Regions from separate parts of the Podarcis muralis genome. Here region 1 is linked to region 2. The links are chromatin contacts, called in public Hi-C maps. All regions are on one chromosome and are shown on one strand. Each heading gives the region's core, a stretch centred on a gene start, on an enhancer-like site or on the middle of the called end of the contact. The rest is flanking DNA. Distances are from core to core; before and after follow the strand shown.

Region 1 (3,844 bases), core at 707-3,206, 130 kb before region 2:
GTCCGAGTCCTGTCCAAACTCCTGCCAGGCAGGTGTAGACAATACTGAGCTGGAAATGTGGCCAGCCAATGTAGGCCATACTGATTGGCCTGCCTTCGTATAAGGCAGCTTTTTATGTTCCTATGATGTTTGTCTCCCAGAAATCCATCCATCACCATCACTGAGTGGAATGAAACACAGACAGACGTGCTCTGCCATTAACTTCAGATAATAATGTAAGAGGGGTGGTGGAGGAAAAGTTATCGAGCATGTACAAGGTGTGTTTCTATAACCATTATGACTACAGTTATGCTAATCCAAGGGCAACTGGGCCTCTAAATCAAACAGTGACAAAGAACATTGAAAACTGGTAGGCTCCCCATACCCCCAAAAAACCCCCAAACAGGATGGTTTAATAGAATTGTAGAGCTGGAAGATCATCTAGTCCAACCCCCTGCAATGCAGGAATATGCAGTTGGATCACCTACAGGGATCCAACCTTCAACCTTGGCATTATCAGCACCACACTCTAGCCAACTGAGCTATCCAGGTTTACAACATAATATCATAATGCGCAACATGATGTACATAACATCCATTAAATGAAACAAGAAAATAAGGTAATTGTTTTAATGCAATACATAATATATAACGAGCAATGCCAGCAACTGAACCTGGAATTTTTTTTAAAAAATCTGCTTTTGTCATGCAACGTGTGTCCTCCACCATAATTGCTGTCAACCCAGGCTGGCAGCAGTTCTCCAGGATTTCAAACTTGGGGATTGAACCTGGGATCCTTCTGCATACAGAGCACCGGGTGCTCTGCCCCTCTGTTATGGTCCTTCCCCCTTTCTGCCTCTTCTATTCTCTCCATTTCGCCTCCTACCCATCCTGAGTCAAGGGCTCTCCTTCCTTGGAGGCTTTTAAGCAGAGGCTGGATGGCCACCTGCCATGTATGACCTAGCTGAGATTTCTGCATTGTAGGGGGTTGGACTAGATGGCCCCCAAGGGTCCCTTCTAACTCTGTTATTGTTTAGTTGTTTAGTTGTGTCCGACTCTTCGTGACCCCCTGGACCAGAGCACGCCAGGCACTCCTGTCTTCCACTGCCTCCCGCAGTTTAGTCAAACTCATGTGGTAGCTTCAAGAACACCATCCAACCATCTCATCCTCTGTCGTCCCCTTCTCCTTGTACCCTCCATCTTTCCCAACATCAGGGTCTTTTCCAGGGAGTCTTCTCTTCTCATGAGGTGGCCAAAGTATTGGAGCCTCAACTTCACGATCTGTCCTTCCAGTGAGCGCTCAGGGCTGATTTCCTTCAGAATGGATGTGTTTGATCTTCTTGCAGTCCATGGGACTCTCAAGAGTCTCCTCCAGCACCACAATTCAAAAGCATCAATTCTTTGGCGATCAGCCTTCTTTATGGTCCAGCTCTCACTTCCATACATCACTACTGGGAAAACCACAGCTTTAACTATATGGACCTTTGTCAGCAAGGTGATGTCTCTGCTTTTTAAGATGCTGTCTAGGTTTGCCATCGCCTTTCTCCCAAGAAGCAGGCGTCTTTTAATTTCGTGGCTGCTGTCACCATCTGCAGTGATCATGGAGCCCAAGAAAGTAAAATCTCTCACTGCCTCCATTTCTTCCCCTTCTATTTGCCAGAAGGTGATGGGCCCAGTGGCCATGATCTTAGCTTTTTTGACTAACTCTACCATTCTTCGATAAAGGGCATCCTTATCACCATCACCAAACTGGTCCAAGCAACTAAGGAGAAAATATATGCGTACACCCCCCCGCCTCGCAACGCCTCATGGTACATTCCTCTCCCTCCCCTTTTCCCCTCCTTTCCTCTTTCCATCTCTAGTCGCCCACCCCTTTCTCCCGACGATTGGTTACGTTCCCTTTTGATTGGCAGTCAAGCTTCGCCCGGCCGGCTTCCGAGTTGCGGCGCCCGACGATTCTGCAAAGCTCGCCGCGCCGACGAGAGGCCGCCCGCCGCGCGAGAAGTTAGGCAGAGCCGCGCAAGCTGCGCAAACTCCGTAAAGCGGTGGCGCCCCCCCCCCCGGTCCTGCCGAGCGGGTTGAGTAACGCCGCCGGCGGGATACGGAGATGGCGTAAGGGAGCTGCGCGCTTCTGAGGCGGCCTTTCGAGAGCCTCGGGCGGCGGAGAGGCGCTGCAGGGCCCGCGGCCGGCCGGCGGGTCTCCTCGGGGACGGGAAGAGCCGCGTTTCCTGAGAGGAGCAGCCCGCGGCCTGGGCTCCGGGGAGGGGCGGGAAGGCGCCGGGCCCCTGCTGCCCCCTCAGCTGTGAGGTAAACCAGCCCGCGCTTTTCTCTCCGCCGGAAGCCAGCGAGGGGTTTACCTCAGGGAAAGGGAGGGAGGGACTTGGGGGGGCTTCTTTTTCCCCCTTGGGTCAAATTTGGGGGTGACTGTCCCCTAAGCGCGCCGAAAGGGAGGGAGGAAAGCTCGTTCTGCAGGGTAGGCCGCCTGCAAGGCCCTCCTTCGCCTTCCCCCGTCCCGCTCGTCGCCTCCCTCGCCGGTGGCTCCCACCGGAGTTGCCCCGAGGTCGGGGGCTGGGGGAGGAGCTGCAGTCCAGCGACCCCGGGAGGGGCGAAGGGTCCGACGCCCCCCCCCCCGACTTCTCCTCCTCCTGTCCCCGTTCCTTGCTTTCGTTTCCTCCTAATCGAGGTCAAAGAGGAAATGGGGTGGGGGGGTGGGAGTAGGTATTTATATCTTTTATATATCATGAGGGGCGGACTTTGGTAAAAGGGCGCCCTGAGCCAGAACAAAGTTTGGCGGGCACCCCCAATATATACATATATATATTATTTTCACAATAATTGAGTAGGTACCCGTATAAATAAAGGTGGTGGTGGTGTTATTTTGCATCCCTTTGGTTGTACGCCCTGGGGGGGGGCGTTACACCTCCCTAAATCCGACTCTGGTTGCACGCATATATGTGTGTGTGTATACACATACACATATATGTACACACAGACACATATGTGCCCAACGCTTGTCTATCTCTCTCAGTACCCCCTCCTCTCTCTGGGTCAGACCTTTTCTTAACTGAGTGAGTGGCAGGTGCAATTCCCCCCACAACTAACTCAGTAGGTCTTCTCTGCACCCCCACCCCGTACCTTATTGTACAATATAAAGAAATTAATAAATATAAGTATAATAAACCTAGATGCAGGGGGAGGAAAGAGAAGGAAAAAGCAAAAATAAGAACCTAGCAAGGTGGGATTTGCTATACAAATTCTAATGCTCATGCTTAAATATTTATTTATAGGTTGTGAACAATTATAAACATGAAGGTGGCCGTTGTGGAGAAAAACAATTTTCAGGCCAGACTTAAGAGAGCTGCCATATAAACTTCATTCACACTCTTCACCTTTCACTTCAAGACATCAGCATGTGGAACAAGTCGGTTTGTGTGGCCTTGTTGGCTCTGGCTACAGGCTATGTCTTCCTACTGGACTCTGATCTGCCAGATTCAGTGCTGAAATATCTCTCAAGCTCCTTCCTATATCAGCTGCAGGGGGATCTTACGTCCCCAGAGAGCAGCATGGCAGCTGCCTGGGAAGTGCTTATCACCCAGCCGGGCAAACAGTGGAACAGAGTTGCTGTTGGGTGAGTGATGTCTTAAATTATTGTGTATAGGTCTCCCTGAGTGTTCTCTGGAACACTAGCTAATAAACGTTCCTGCTATAGAGCAGTGGTCCTTATATTTTCTGCTGTGGAGGAACCTGTTTCCATGTATTTTTTACTACTGAGGATCCTCTGCATGCTTGCCAGGCAAATATTCTAGGGCACATATTAGGGTCCTTCAATGTAGGACACTAGTCAGTCCAGCTGAGCCATGATGTT
Region 2 (3,462 bases), core at 907-3,406:
GGGAAAAATATTGCGCCCGGGAAAGGGAGAATGGGAGTCAACAGACACTCAAGGAATAGTTTCGGAGAAAAAGCTTTTATTTCTACCATCCATGGTAGAAGGAGCAAGTGTGATAACTCACAAAAACATGCACGAGTTCACAGTCATGTGCACAGAGTATATATTCCCCTTCTAGTTCCCTCCCCTTTCTCCTCCCTCAGGAGTCCTGCCCCATGAGTTCCTCTGAGCATGAACAGAAAGCTGTCTTGGGACTATTGTGGACTCTTGGCATCCTTCCTAGAAAAGGGGTGAGAAGCCAAAGGGGGGTGGGTCGAGGAGCCTTGTGGTTCAGCGTGTCCAAAGATGTTGCAACTAGAGTGAGATAAGATTCAGTTCTCAGGCCTGAATATTCTTGGCATTGACAGAATCTATTAATTAGCCTTTAAAAGTACAGTAACATTTTGCCTTGCAACAGCATCTTGTGAGAATAAGCAGAGGAAAGCTTTAGCTGTGGATTTTTAGAAGACAAAACAAATTTTGGACCGTTTTGAGGCCTGGTTGGGGGGGGGACTTCGGGCCTAGGTGGGGTCACCTGTCCTCACCTCCTACAGTATGAGGAGCAGTTGAAGGAGCTGGGTGTATTTAGCCTGGAAAAGAGGAGAGTGAGAGGAGATATGATATGATATGATATATTATATGATATGATATGATAAAGGTAAAGGTACCCCTGCCCGTACGGGCCAGTCTTGCCAGACTCTAGGGTTGTGCGCTCATCTCACTCTAGAGGCCGGGAGCCAGCGCTGTCCACAGACACTTCCGGGTCACGTGGCCAGCGTGACAAAGCTGCATCTGGCGAGCCAGCGCAGCACACAGAAACGCCGTTTACCTTCCCGCTAGTAAGCGGTCCCTATTTATCTACTTGCACCCGGGGGTGCTTTCGAACTGCTAGGTTGGCAGGCGCTGGGACCGAACAACGGGAGCGCACCCCGCCACAGGGATTCAAACCGCCGACCATGCGATCGGCAAGTCCTAGGCGCTGAGGTTTTACCCACAGCGCCACCCGCGTCCCTATATGATATGATAGCCACCTTCAAATATCTCAAGGGCTGTCACATGGAAGAGGGAGCAAGCTTGTTTTATTCTGCTCTAGAGCAGGGGTCCCCAAACTAAGGTACGCAGGCCGGACTATATTTTGAAAAGGGAAAAAAATGAACAAATTCCTATGCCCCACAAATAACCCAGAGATACATTTTAAATAAAAGTACACATTCGATAGAAGAATGGCAGATGAAGATGATGGATTTTTTGGAGCTAGCCGACCTAACCGGAAGAGTCCACGACCAGAAGGAGGAGGAGTATCAGGAAGATTGGATCAAATTTAATGATTACTTAGTTAAACATGTTAAGTTAAACTAAATGAAAACAGCTTGCAGATACTTAATTGGCTTAGGATTTTATTTAAGGTAAATGATGAATTAATATGTTTAATTTCATAATGTGAAGATCTAAGGATGTTAATGTTTAAGTTAAATTATTTTAAGAACTATGATTTGGAAAACCGTTAAAAGGACATGCAATGAAATTCAACGAAGGGGAAGTAAGTCACTTAACAATGTTAATAAGCGTAATTTTTAATAAGATTGTGATTTATGTTTGTTTGTTTTATGTGTTTGTTTGTTTATAATGTTGTGAAAACCAATTTTAAAAAAATGGAAAAAAATTAAATAAAAGCACACATTCTACTCATGTAAAAACACACTTGATTCCCGTACCTACCGCAGGCCGGATTTAGAAGGCGATTGGGCCGGATCCGGCCCCCGGGCCTTAGTTTGCCTACCCCTGACTTACATCATCGGAGCCTACACAACACAAAACACTGTTGCTGTATGTAGGTTTTATTTTATTTGGTTCTTATAATTTGGAAATGTACATCCAGTTTGTTTTTTCCTTTAATTGTTGGGCAGGCTCTCATGAGAGTGGGGCCCTAAGCTATAGCTTGTTTAGTTTTAGACGTAAATCCGGCGCTGGTTGCAGGCGGAGAGGGGGCTGCAAACCCCTCGTCCTCTCCCCCCCAGGCTCGTTTGCACGGGCGGCTCCCCGACTCCGCCTTGTCCCCGGGGCACCACCCGCTTCCCCTCCGACCGGTTTTTTTGCACGGTCACATGACCCGCCCACCCCTCCCGCTGCGCCGCATCCTCCGCTCGGTGGCGCTTCTCCGCGCGCTCGGCTGGCGACCATGGCGGCGCTCCGTTGCGCGCTGCTCTCCCTGCTCGCCGCCGCCGCCGCTGCCGTGTGGCCGCAGCCGCAGTCGCTGCTCCAGGCTGCCCAGGGCGGCTGCCGCCTCCGAGCCGGGAGCTTCCGCTTCGGCTATGCCGACTCGTCGGCCGTGGGGCCCGGCTGCTCGGTGCTGGACGAGGCGTTCCGACGTTACTGGGCACTGCTTTTCCTTCCCGGACTGGAAGACGCAGGTCAGGCGGGGTTGGGGGGCTAAGGGTGATTTTCAAGGAGAAGCAGCGCTCTTCTTTCATATCTGCACGCTTTGCCTTCCCGGACGGGGCTTGCGGGATTTGATCGCCGAGGGGAACTCTGCGCATGCCCAGAGACACGCCGCTTCCTCCCTTCCAAGCTGGGGAACTGAAAGCTCCGAGCGTGGCCGAGTCTGACCCCTGTTTGTAGAAAGCATTGCATCCAGCGGTTTTATTTCAGTTTTAAAACTGTGAAAAGTATGCAAAGGATTTTATTTGTACTCATTCTGATAAACTAAATATTATGGTACGAGGTGCTGCTGCTGTTTGGGATGTGTGTATGTGTAGGGGGAAAAAGTATCAACACAGTCATGTGCATTATTTTAAAATGTACCACTACACTAATAATGCTGTTGTCCAAAATAATGCAAGTAATGTTTATTTAGTTGCATTTCTAATACCTTTTATCTTATTTTTTATTTTATTATTTTATTATTTATATTATTATTTTATTATTTATTATTTTATTTTATTTTTAATACCCAGGACCCTCTGTAGGCCACGCCCCTTCACAGTCCCTGCTTTGCACCCTCCTTGCATTGTTGTTGCTGTTTGACTCAAATGAGTCCTTGAACTCTGGTTGCACCTCTTGCAATAAATTGGGTGTATGTGTGTAGCAACTAGCCTGGTATACAAAGGTCAATTTTATATTTCTTGCTCTTCCTGCATTAGCCTCTAGCCCAGCTAGAACGTGGATCATTATTTGCCTTCTGAACAACCTCAGGGCAATGTACCCTAAAGATAATGCAAAACAGTTAAAAGCACAAAAACAGCAAAGGTGATTCAAATAGAAGTAGAGCCATACAAAGCAGTCATTCGTAGTAAAGACCCATGTATGCAGTGGGGGAAACTTGTTGGAACAAAAATACCTCCAGTTGTTTCTGGAATGTATGCAGGTAGTAGTGGACACCTGTCATATCATTTGACAATGACACCTGCCAGAAGATCTCAGGATGTT

The links. A called contact is a pair of places that touch in the nucleus more often than the background predicts.
Region 1: a Hi-C map of blood shows a contact between it and region 2, with 4 times the contacts expected there. The contact joins the promoter of ADPGK here to the promoter of HEXA in region 2. A contact is called at or near these places in 2 of 3 Hi-C or Micro-C datasets (blood and tail).

Annotation. Positions count from the first base shown.
Region 1 is chr14:7,798,007-7,801,850 of rPodMur119.hap1.1, reverse strand. It overlaps ADPGK (ADP dependent glucokinase), which reads left to right and starts at 1,956. Exons shown (of 8, transcript XM_077918866.1): 1 at 1,956-2,286; 2 at 3,267-3,607. The coding sequence starts at 3,390.
Region 2 is chr14:7,665,601-7,669,062 of rPodMur119.hap1.1, reverse strand. HEXA (hexosaminidase subunit alpha) reads left to right here and starts at 2,156. Exons shown (of 14, transcript XM_077918455.1): 1 at 2,156-2,447. The coding sequence starts at 2,216.